Regions from separate parts of the Mus musculus genome. Here all the other regions are linked to region 2. The links are chromatin contacts, called in public HiCAR-type and promoter capture Hi-C maps. All regions are on one chromosome and are shown on one strand. The core of a region is the stretch at or near the end of the contact, and the rest is flanking DNA. Distances in the headings are between cores, read along the strand shown.

Region 1 (4,296 bases), core at 962-3,461, 2.8 Mb before region 2:
TTAAAAAGTATATACTTCAAACACTAATCACCTGGGGGCTGGAGAGATGCCTTAGAGGTTAAGAGCCCTGACTGCTCTTCCAGAGGTCCTGAGTTCAATTCCCAGCAACCACATGATGGCTCACAACCATCTGTAATGTGATCTGACGCCCTCTTCTGGTGTGTCTGAAGATAGCGACTATGTACTCAAATAAAAATAAGTAAATCTTTAAAAAAAAAAAAGAAAAACTAATCACCTGTCATCCACTCTGGAAGATCTGTATATAATGCACAGAAAATAAACACTGTCCTGTAAATCAGTATGTGTATACTTGAACTGCACCTGTAAAACAAACGCACCTAGACCCTGATACTTTGCTACCACTTTTTTGTTAAAGCAGGACCCAAATTCAGTTAAACTCAAACTCTAGAGTCCAACAAAATAATGAAAAGCTATCTTTTTAAATTTAATCTTTTCTCAATAAAATAAGTGTTTCTGTCCTTCTGTCCAAAAGAAAATAAAAGTATTTAAAGTTAGTGGTGAATATACAGCCAGGTGTGGTGGCCCATGCCTTTGCAAATCCCAGCACTCAGGAGGGCAGGCAGATCCTCTGAAGTCACCCCAGTCTACATAGTGATTCTAGGACAACCGGGGCTATACAAGAGACCCTGTCTTGAAGACAAAACATCAACATCTAATCATCCCATATAGGTCATGGGAACTCTCTTCCCCACATCTTGATGTAAAGACTATCACTGTTTAAGTCTGAGGGATTACTACATTTATTGGAAGGGCACACTAGTGTCACAGCTGACCTATGGAGATCAGAGGACAACATATGGAGAGCTGATTCTCCCCATCTTAGGGACCCTGGGAATTAAAATCAGGTGGTCAAGCTACACAGTAAGTGCCTGAACCATCTTAACGTTCCCAAACGGATTTTTTTTTTCCTTTCAGTTCTGCATCTTGTCTTTATTCTGCCTCACGAACATGGTCAATTAGCTTTACAGACTTTCTAAGTCATGGGGAAATAACCTTGGATTTGGGCAAAACAAAATTGATCTTTCCATTTTAACCTTCCCAAATAGATTTTAAATGTTAGTTAAGACTGTAAAAAATCACCATTAACAGACATCTCACTAAGTCATATAGATATATCGATATATCTCACATTTTAGGCCGGTACTATCACCACTCAAAAACTCCAACAATGTAATACCTACACTCACTTCTGCAGAGAACTCAGGAAAAGCAAAAGCGCAGCTTACCCAAGGAAGAATGATACCAAACTGCACATGGACAGACTCTGCAGCATTTTATAACTTAAATCTTATATTTAACCACTGCAACATAGAGATTTAAAATACTAACCATCTAGAACTCCTAAGCAGAAGGAAACTAAATTTCATCCTCAAAGCATTCCTAAGGCAATGCTCCAACTCCCTAGGAGAGCGTTACACTGGGAACAAGGGTACACCGAACCATTAGCTTGGCTTAGATGTTAGCATTCTTTTACATTGTGAATGATGAACTTTTCTATTCAGATAATTTTTCAAGATCTAAGGTACCATTAGATCAGCAAGGTTACTGGCATTTCACCAGCATTCCAAAACAGAACGGAATACTTCACAACAATGTGTGACAATGACAACGTATATTTATATAACCTCGTGATCACCTAAAGATCTACTTTCCAACCCATATCCACTTTGTATTAGTCAGATCTCTACATATCCACAGATGACTAGAATGACCCCTCATTTTAAAGAAAATACGGAAAACTCTGCTAGCTTACATTACAAAAGAAAACTGAAAAACAGTTGGGAATTCCCCCCCCCCACCCCACCCCACCCCCGGCAGAAACACTCTGAAGCCACTTGATCTGGCCAAAAGACGTCAAAACATCCGATTTTATCATTTGCTGAACGAGAAAGAAAGAAGAAAAAAAAAAAAAAAGAATATGGCTGAAAGCTTCTGAAGGGTAGTATTTAAAACAGGACCACGCAAAACACTTTAACAATATGGAATGTGGGCACCTCAGAAACCGCACACTTGGTGCCCTGCGCACGACCTCATCTCCCTAGTAGGGATGAAACATCCTGGTCCCCGTGGTCCCTGGGAGCTTCCAGCTTCCGCCAATACACCCGACCACCCACTTTTTTTTTTTTTTTTTTTTGGACAGGATATTCTGGCGTTGGAAGCTGCGTCGCAAACATGAATTTCCTGCGATCCAGTCCGATCCCTTTCGTAATCTTTAAAAGACCTGTTCTCTTCTGCCTCCCCAGCCAAAAACACACCGGGGAGCGGGGTCCTCTAGACCCACTCCTTCACGCGCGTCCTGCTGCGCGTTAACTGGAAGGCGAAACCGACACCGAAAACCAGGAGTTTCAGCCATCCCCCCGGTCGGCGACCGAAACTCCAGGCTCCATTTACTTCTGGCCCCGCGGAAGGCTGCAGCCCCGCCGGCCGCCGGCGCTCCCCTCCCCCGCGCGGCACCCACCTCGCGGCAGCGGCTTCGCCTCGCCGTTCTCATCCCGGGCGGCGGCGCCGAGGCCGTGCTGCCTCCGCTTCTCCTTCTCGCGCTTCTCCTTGGGTCTGCGCGGCTTGGCGGCGGCCGGCGGAGCGACGGGCGGGAGCAGGACGCGGTGAGGCTGAGCGTGCAGCAGCGAGGGAGTGACCAGCAGTTTGCGCGGCAGCGGCTGAGACGAGGAAGCGGAGGCTGAGGAGACGCTCGGGCTGGCGGAGAAAGAGTAACAGCTCCGAGAGGTGGACGAGGAGGAGGCGGCGGGCCGAGCCGCGAAGCTCCACGCCGCCGGGCTGCCGAAGCTCTGGGGCTGCAGCTGCCCGCCGTTCCCGCCGCTGCCCCCCTCCCCGTTCACTCTCCGCGGCGCCTTCTTCTCCTCGGTGCGAACCTTCTTGGCAGACATAGAGCCCGGCGGCTCCCGCGAGGAAGGCTGTACTTTGCCAGATGCTTCCTTCTCAGAGAGGAGAGCCACGGCGCCGCGAGCTGGGTTCGGCGGTTCCGCCATTTTGCGCTCCTGTTGTATTTACTCTCCGCCGCTCCCCGGAGCGGGGGCGCGGGGCGGGGTGCCTAGGTCCAGGCCGAGCTCCCATTGGGCGCGCTAAACTGAGAGATCCCGGAACAAACCAATCAAAGACGCGGACAGAAGCCGTCGGGGTGGGGTCACCGAGCGGACCTTCATTTGGAGGTCAGAGGTCTTTTCGGCGCGGCTGATGGAGAGCTCGCTGAGAAGGGAGGATCTCCCGACCGTCGCTCGGGAGCCCCGAATCTGCCCGGACCGAGGTAGCGCTGCCGTTCGCTCAAAGACTTTGCCTTGTTTGTACCGCTCTCTCTTTTTACCTTGAGGTGGCTTGGGTCCCTTCTGCAGGTTCTGAAAAACGAGTTCTGGGTTGCTCGTCTCGGAGAAAATTTGTCGAGAGTCCGATCAGCAAAGGCAGAAATGGTGAAAAGTTGCCTTATTTTAACTAAGGTCGTAAAAGTTCGTACTTTAAAAGAGAGTTTTCTGCAGAGCTGGAACTTGGATCACTTCCGATCGTGAAGATAAAAATCACCCACCGTTTGGAGGCTTTAAATTGAGCTTGAGTGCTAAAGGTTTTCACTTTAATTATTCTTTAAACGACACCAGGAAAAAGCCACTAGCGGTGTTTGTAAATGTTTGAAAATGCAGTTAGAGTTCTGTATTTCAGAGTCAGCGCTATGAAACTTCGCCAAGCATGTACCTTGATTTTTATCTCAAAAGATAAGGAATTTGGGGGAATGGGTTACAACACAGTTCAAGCTTTAGACAAGAGCATGCCTTAAAGTCTTAGATCTTTTGTGAGATTAGAATGTAAAGATAACACATGATCATATTAGCTCAGCAAGAAAAAGGAGTTTTCTGATCCCCTAAGAGGGACATTAGCAGTTACTTTCCGCAGCTAACAGTTGCCTTTCAGGAAACTGCAATGGTCTGTTGTTACTCCTCTTTTACTCCAAACCCACTTCTTTAGGACTCGGTGAGGGGAACACATCAAAATCTAACGCTGTTTGTAAATACATTTTTCTTTTTTTGGTTGGTTGGTTGGTTCGTTTGTTTTTTGAGTCATAGTCTTCCAATATTGTCCTGGCTGTCCTGTAAACCAGCCTGGCCTCGAACTCAAATCTTCCTGCATTTGCCCAACTCCCTTTCCCCCAGTGCTGGAATTAAAGAAAGGTGTGTACCACTGCATCTGTCCTCATTGTTTTTAGTTTTTAGAAGTAAATTGTTAATATATAGAGTATTCCCTGAAGCTAGACCCAGAGAGACAAATTTTGCA
Region 2 (4,179 bases), core at 893-3,392:
AAGTTTGTTTTTTGAGACAGGGTCTCATGAAGTGCTGGGCATGATAAACAAGCATGCTAACAATGAACTACACTGTCCTGTTCTCGCTTTGAGACAGGGTCTTGCTAAGATGCTTAGAAAGCCTTTGTTAATGTAACCCAGGCAGGTTTTGAACCTGTGATACTCCTGCTTAGGCCTGAAACAGCAGGCATTACTTACTTTAATGGCAAAACTCACTCCACATCCTAATCTGAAAAAATTATTACGTCTATCAGAGTCATCTACTCTAACATTTATTAAGTATGTCCTGGGTAGACACTGGAGAAAGATGGAAGACTTCTTGCAACCAAACAAGATTACAACCTACTTAAGGATATTTTTAAAAACCAAATAAATTTGTGGGGGATGTGCTCAGAAGCAGAACATTTGTCTAGCATGCCCTAAGTTCAGTCTTCGGTGCTGCAAACAAACAAACAAACAAACAAACCCAGTATTAGGACAGGCCAGCCATTTAGAAGCAGAGAATGGGGTGGCCTGAGGTAAAGCCCCCGTAAAGGTGTTTTAAAGACTTGAAAAAAGTAGACCTGAAAATTGTGTGAGCTCCATGGGGGCAGAACAGAGCCTGCAAAGATCCCAGCTAGGAAATGGGGTAACAGACATGCCGCCAAATCCCAGGCTCATCGGTGCCCTGGATCAAACCAGCCTCCTACACGAGTGCTGAACGCTGGCACTGACCCAAGCCTAGCAGCTCCAGGCCAGCCTGGTCTACATAGAGAATTCCAGGACTGACAGTCCACATAACAGAGAGACTCTGCCTCAACCCTTCCCCCAAAGAGAGAGAGAGAGAGAGAGAGAGAGAGAGAGAGAGAGAGAGAGAGAGAGAGAGAGAGAGAGAGAGAGAGAGAGATGTTCAGAGGGGAACTCAAGTGGCCGTCCCTCTCCTATAAGGGCAGCACTCAAAAGGCTGAGAAAGACTTGTGTCTCTAGTTCAAGCCAGCCTGGTCTACATAGTAAGTCCTATCTCAAGACAAAAGAGGTTTATGTATTCAAATAAACTTGTTAAGTTAACAAATTCTGACTGTTGGTTATTTGCTAATGACTGCACATAGTTTCCCCTCTTTCTCACTACAGTGAACAGTCTGATATTTGACAGCTCCTTCGTTAGTAAAACCATTGCCCTGACATTGAGGCATAGTGTTTTACGGATGGCCACAGATTTTTGTTGTTGTTTAAGAGTGGGAACAAAACAAAGTAGCACCTATATTTTAGAGATCTCTTTTTTAAAGAAATGGCCTTGAACTAAACCCTTCTTCCTTGACTGGCAGTAATTAAGAGCAATAACCATGTGCTGGCCATTTTAAAGGCCCCTCAGTGAAGGGCTTGGTGGTATGGACCACAGAATAAGTAGCCTGCACTGTCACCCAGCAGAGGTTGGAGAAAAGACCCCAGACGTCAGCCTGATCGCTTCTCCGTGGTTGAGAAGAGCAGCGGCCCTTAAGGCCTGCCCAGCAAGTAAAACATCTGCGCCCAGTACCCAGCACCAGGCCGGGACCAGTGCAGGCTGCTCGGACGATCTGGGAGCGCTGAGCAGGACCGGGGGAAGGCTGGTTTGTTTTTCTAACAGGGAATTGAGTTTGGGGAGTGCCTGAGGCACCACAAAGCAAGGAAGAAGTGGAAAAAGAAGGTTCTAGCCCACAGCGGCGCGGCCAGAGGATCGGGACGCGGCGCCGCTTAACGAACGGCGGGGATCAGGGCGAATAGCCGGGATCGGGGAGCATGGATCGGGAACTAGGGGTCCGGGATCAAGGATCCGGGTGCGTGGAGCAGAAATAAGACAAGCGGGGAAGGTGGAGCTGGCGGCGGAGAAACAGGGAGCAGCGCGAGCTGCGACCACGGCCGCCCTCCCTCCCCGGCCGCGCGCCTCTCCGGAGGCCTGGGGCCACGCCGCAAAGCAGAGCACTTACCGGGAGCCTGAGGGCGCGGGCCGAGCGGAGAAGAGGACGCTCGGCTCGGGACGCGGGAGGGCGGCGGCGGTGACTCGCAGGAGGCGGCGGCCAGCGCCGACCAGCACAGGCTGCACCGCGTGGAGACGCACAGGGACGGGTTATCCCACCAGCCGCCGGGCTCGCACACGTGCGGCGCTGCGCCGCGCCGACCACGCCCCGGGGCGGGGCCCGCTCCACCGGCCCTCCGCTCCCGAGGACGCTCCGCCCATCGGCGCCTGGGAAGTGACTTGCCTTATGCAAAGAAACCTTTAGGACTTCAAAAACAGAGACTACCTTATTAGTTGTTAATTGTGCTTAAATGGGAGCTTCTTTCACAGCTATGGTTAATAGTGCATATTAATAGAATGGGTTTCTTACCTTTGACAGCTCCCCAGGAGGACTGTCTTCAAGAAGATTCCATCATAGCTGGTTAATGCTTTGGCGTAAAGAAAAATAAAATATATTTTTCTTCTCATGCTTCAAGTAGCCAACTGACCAAATCAAAGCATTCCATAGCATTTCAGGTCTAATATTTTGCCAGATTTCAACTCAGGGTAAAATAAAATATAATAAAATAAATCAAGATTTGTGGAGAGTCAAAAGCCCATAATCCAAGCACTCAGGTGATATGGACAGAAGGATCAGAAACTTAAGGGCACTTTGGGATATGTAAGGAATCCCAGGTAAACATGGCCTAGGTAAGACCCTGTTGTTTTGGTTTTTTTTAAACAAACAAACAAAAACCTGGGCAGTAATGGTACACACCGTTAATCCCAGCACTTGGGAAGCAGAAGCAGGTAGATTTCTGAGTTCGAGGCCAGCCTGGTCTACAGAGTGAGTTTCAGGACAGCCAGGGCTATACAGAGAAACCCTGTCTTGAAAAAACAAAATAGAAAAAAAAAAAAAGAAAAAGAAAACCAAACCAAAACAAACAAAATCCTGTTATTTCAGATCTTTGTATTCCTCTTAGACGTGTGTGTGTGTGTGTGTGTGTGTGTGTGTGGTGTTTGTTGTAACCATGTGTTTTACATATGTGAGGTTTGCATATGTGATGATTAGTGTTGTCAATTTGACAGAGTCTAGAATTACCTTGGAGACAAGCCCTGGTCATGCCTATGCTGGACTATCCTGACTGGGTTCATTGTAATCGTACAGGACCAGCATCGTTCCCTGACTGGAACTCTGAACGGTGTCAATCAGTAGTTCCTTAACCCCTTGGGGTTCCAGTGGCCCTTTCAAGGGGTTGCCTAAGACCATCAAAATATCAAAAACTAAGGTCCATGTACAGTTCTGAGTTTGTGGAGACCTGAGGCCCATCATGGTGCTTTCCGCTTTCACTCTCTACCTTAGTTACTTATTATTATTGTGTGTTTATGATGTGGGCATGCGTACATGTGGAGGCTGGAGCATAGTCTGCAGAAGCTGGTCCTCTCCTTCTACCTTACATGGTTTCTGGGGACGGAAGCCAAGTCGTCAGGCTTGCTTGGCAAGTGCCCTTACCTCCGATCCATCTCCATGGCCCCTTCACCCTACTTTTTGTAAATAATTTTCATTGATCCTGGAGCTCAACTGGACTGGTTAGCTGGCAAGTCGAAAGATCTTATCTCTGTCTCTCTACTGCTTGGATTACACAGATCTGCTGTGACCAGCTTTCTACATGACTAGCAGGATCTGAACACAGGTCCCCACTGTATTGACTAAACTGTCTCCTGAGTCCCACACTTGCTTTTAAAATATGGATTTAGTAGAAAGATCCAGCTAAATGAGTCACTTCTTAGTTACTGTCCTACTGCTATGATGAGACACCACCTCCAAAGGAAATTATAGAAAGAAGAGTTTATTGGGTCTTACAGTTTCAGAGGGTGTGTCCACAGTAATCCTGGCAGCTGGTAGGTAGGCAGCAGCTGGGAGCACACATCTTTGTCCACAAGTACACAGCGGAGAAAGTCAGGAATGGTGTGGGCTTTTGAAACTTCAAAGCCAACTGACTGTGACAACCTTGTCCAACAAGGCCACACCTCCTCCAACAAGGCCACTCCTCCTAATGCTTCCCAAACAGTTCTATCAACTGGAGACCAAGTATTCGCACACATGAACCTATGGGGGCATTCTTATTCAAATCACTACAGTCACATATATTTAGTTCAGACTTGTGGCTTCTACATTGTCTTCCTCTAAGATTATTCTCTGTAGTTACCTACCTAAATTCTTTCAT
Region 3 (3,835 bases), core at 1,001-3,500, 2.4 Mb before region 2:
GTGTGTCTACCACAACTACAGGAAATGAAGATAGTTGGCCATGCTATGCTCCATCAGTGAAGGAACAGAAGCGCCAAAGGACAAATTGATTATCTCAGTGATGATCTGTTGTATTTTGAGACAGAATCTTGCTGTGTATGTAGCTCAGGCTGTCCTTGAAACTTTGATCTTTCTGCCTCAGCCTCCTAAGAGAGGAGATTACAGTGGATGTCACCACACCAGCAGGGGACAATGATTTTTTTTTAAGTTGAAAATCCTGAAGATCATATGACAGTGCCAAGGAAATGGATAAACAAAGTGGCTTTTCACTTTCACTCTGAGAATTAGGTGGTGTACTGCAAACTCAAGAGTCAACCACAAACCCCAAGAGCCAATCTCCCATTCAAAGAGATGAACAATGAGCCCATGTCAGGAGTCAGAAAGCTGTGCTTCTGTCCTGTTTACAACGGGTTTAGGATTTCGTTGGAAAGTCCTAAGTACAGGCTGGGAGATGTCATGAAGAAAACAGGAGACCTTCAGTATCTAAAACAGCAAAGGCATTTGTTGTTGGTGGTGGTGGTGTTGGTGTTGGTGGTGCTGTTGTTGGTGGAGGTTTACTAATGTGGCCCACGTCCTCGGGAGAATGCTGTGTATTCATATAGAATACACGGTCACTAGAATATGATGAGTCCATGGATGGATGAGCAAGGTGTTGGCGAGCATGTTGTAGATATGTGGCAGCATGGTGGTGACGATACAGTAAGTGGAATAAGTTCTTGACTGGTAAACAGAGATTAGCACCCGAGCTTGCTAACAAGGTGCCAGAATCTAATCCTATACAGGTCCACTTTTCGAGACAACTTAAATCTGTCATTCTTCCTCTCTTTGAAATTACCCATCTATTCACTTCTCCCTTACATCAAGGCAGTGCCTTGGCCTGAGAGAGGATAAGGAGGGCAGGGTGAAATGGGGTCTAACATCGGTTTGGATATCATGGGATGGAATGAGAAGGGAAAGTAGGAGCCCGAGAGTGCGGTAAGACAAGGCATAAGGCGTGTCTGACAAATTCTTCATACACACATTTCCCCTTTGCACATTCAGTCTGTATAGGTTATTTCTATAGGAGAAAAAAAATATTCAAATTCCTTGTGCACTGGTAACAGGCATGAAGGCTCAGCAAAGCCAATACGTGTTATGTCCAGTTGGAGACAGTGCCAGGGCCAACATTCCAGACTTCTCAGATAGAAAGTGCGCCTGCCTGCCCTGCTCTGAGAATTTGAAGAGAGTAGTTCAGTTAGAATTAAGAGGCAGTAGAGAAAAGTCTTGGGAAATCTGGTTAGAGATATAAATATGAGAACTGGACATGGTGGTACACACCTGTGATCTCTGTGTTTAGGAGGGAGAGGCAGAGAGATCAGGAGTTCAAGGCCAGCCTGAGCTACTTGAGACCCAGTCTAAATAAATAAGAGATAGATTACAGAGTGCCTTTAACTAGTACAGAGAAAGAATTTGGGTTTATCTGTGTCAGTTACGCTGAAATAATTTTTAAGTAATAAAATCCCTTTTAATAAGAAACCTTATGAGGTCAGTATGCACAATGAACTTAAGAGAGACCCCCAGCTCCTGAGCTGAGTGATGGGGAAGGACAGCCACTGCCTGTGATGTGTGAGTGACGTGCTTCCAAGTGTTTTAACCACTGACGATTACATAGCCTGCACAGTCAGGAGAAAACAGCCGTATTCTCTGCCAGTTCTCTTCCCTTTTACAAACAGATGAGAGACACACACAGAGAATCCATTTAAAGAGCGGACCTTTGTTCTGATTAGGGGCAATTTTAAGTACTTAAGAGTTCACACAAAGTCTAGCCTTCAAAAAGAAAACAGGTTCCCAAACTAGGGAGGAAACAGAATCATTTCCATTTTGGTGACATTTAGTGGGAAGAAGCTCACAGACATTTAGACGTTCCAACTCTTTCCCCACTAGTGGACCAAGTATATAATATGGTATCTTTTGGGCACTGGTATTACAACTGTTTTTTAAACAAAAGACTTTCCTTGTGCTTTACTAAAAACCCAGACGGTGAATCTTGAATACAATGCGTGGCACCCACGGCAGGCATTCTATTGTGCATAGTTTTGACTGACAGGAGATGACAGCATTTGGCTGGCTGCGCTTGCTGAGGACCCTCTCCTCCTGTGTGGCGTCTGAGACTGTGATGCAAATGCGCCCGCCCTTTTCTGGGAACTCAGAACGCCTGAGTCAGGCGGCGGTGGCTATTAAAGCGCCTGGTCAGGCTGGGCTGCCGCACTGCAAGGATGAGGCTTCCTGGTTGGTTGTGGCTGAGTTCTGCCGTCCTCGCTGCCTGCCGAGCGGTGGAGGAGCACAACCTGACTGAGGGGCTGGAGGATGCCAGCGCCCAGGCTGCCTGCCCCGCGAGGCTGGAGGGCAGCGGGAGGTGCGAGGGGAGCCAGTGCCCCTTCCAGCTCACCCTGCCCACGCTGACCATCCAGCTCCCGCGGCAGCTTGGCAGCATGGAGGAGGTGCTCAAAGAAGTGCGGACCCTCAAGGAAGCAGTGGACAGTCTGAAGAAATCCTGCCAGGACTGTAAGTTGCAGGCTGACGACCATCGAGATCCCGGCGGGAATGGAGGGAATGGAGCAGAGACAGCCGAGGACAGTAGAGTCCAGGAACTGGAGAGTCAGGTGAACAAGCTGTCCTCAGAGCTGAAGAATGCAAAGGACCAGATCCAGGGGCTGCAGGGGCGCCTGGAGACGCTCCATCTGGTAAATATGAACAACATTGAGAACTACGTGGACAACAAAGTGGCAAATCTAACCGTTGTGGTCAACAGTTTGGATGGCAAGTGTTCCAAGTGTCCCAGCCAAGAACACATGCAGTCACAGCCGGGTAGGTGTAATGAGGGTCATACAGTTTGTTCATGAAAGCTGTATAGCCAGATAGTGGCCATAAACATTAACCCGAGGGAGCATAAGTTAGTCAGACTTTCACCTGTTAAGTTATGGCAGGAGAAACAAGTGTTTTCTCAAATGAGACAACAGAAATGGTAAATGATCCACGTACAAAAATCCTATTAGTTGTACTCGTTAGAGACCGTCACTTGCAAGTCTCTAGACCTTCCCTGCTAGGTCGACCAACAGACGAGCAGAAACAGATTCCTCCCGGAATCTGAACACATATTTGAACACAGGACAGGTATGGCAAGGTTCCTGGCTCTGCTTGCTTAGGTCCCTGGGAATCAGATCTTGGGTGGCTGATGGGCTTTATAAGGCTTTCACAAACAATCTGCTGTGCTAGGTTCTCAAATATCTAGTGAGAATGGGAGATTTTTATACATGGAAGCATCTCTCCTCTCTCTCTCCTCTCTCCTCTCTCTTCTCTCTCTCTCTCTCTCTCTCTCTCTCTCTCTCTCTCTCTCTCTCTCTCTCTCCTCCCTCCCTCCCTCTCTCTCTCTTTGTGTGTGTGTGTGGTGGGGATGAGGACACGTGTAGAACTTCGGGGGTTGAGACTTAGTGCATATGCATCCTCACCATTCCAGTTAGTGAATGTTAACACTATTTAAGGTCACAGACCTAACAGCCTTCTGTGTCCGGATTCCTGGATTCCTAGGACCTTTGTGGATGGGTTGCCACACCCTCTGTGTTCATCCTGACTGTGAGGTCGATGGGACATAGTAGGGATAACTTTCATTTGGAATCTCTAGAGATGGTAGGTCATCATGTCATAGAATGTTATCACTAATGACCAAGATAGACACTCATGTTTAAGAGACATCACAAGGTGTATATTAAATATGACATGGCATATAACTTGTAATGACACAAAAATATTCTGTTAC

Evidence for each region. Promoter capture Hi-C pulls out the DNA fragments that hold promoters and counts their contacts. HiCAR-type assays count read pairs that join an accessible place to other places.
Region 1: a contact with region 2 is called in a promoter capture Hi-C map of liver, with 4 times the contacts expected there. The contact joins the promoter of A630072M18Rik here to the promoter of Pus7 in region 2. A contact is called at or near these places in 2 of 39 promoter capture datasets (liver and pre-B cells), 1 of 484 Hi-C or Micro-C datasets (B cells) and 1 of 115 datasets of contacts at active chromatin or transcription factors (large pre-B cells).
Region 3: a HiCAR-type map of astrocytes shows a contact between it and region 2, with 8 times the contacts expected there. The contact joins the promoter of Fgl2 here to the promoter of Pus7 in region 2. A contact is called at or near these places in 1 of 39 promoter capture datasets (cranial neural crest) and 1 of 115 datasets of contacts at active chromatin or transcription factors (astrocytes).

The regions. Positions count from the first base shown.
Region 1 is chr5:20,948,778-20,953,073 of GRCm38.p6, forward strand. A630072M18Rik (RIKEN cDNA A630072M18 gene) reads left to right here and starts at 2,212. Exons shown (of 1, transcript NR_030699.1): 1 at 2,212-4,296. It overlaps Rsbn1l (round spermatid basic protein 1-like), which reads right to left and starts at 3,045. Exons shown (of 8, transcript NM_001080977.1): 1 at 2,480-3,045. The coding sequence starts at 3,008.
Region 2 is chr5:23,781,569-23,785,747 of GRCm38.p6, forward strand. Pus7 (pseudouridylate synthase 7) reads right to left here and starts at 2,143. Exons shown (of 16, transcript NM_178403.5): 1 at 1,944-2,143.
Region 3 is chr5:21,370,423-21,374,257 of GRCm38.p6, forward strand. Fgl2 (fibrinogen-like protein 2) reads left to right here and starts at 2,251. Exons shown (of 2, transcript NM_008013.4): 1 at 2,251-2,886. The coding sequence starts at 2,295. The region is part of intron 2 of Ccdc146 (coiled-coil domain containing 146); the gene reads right to left.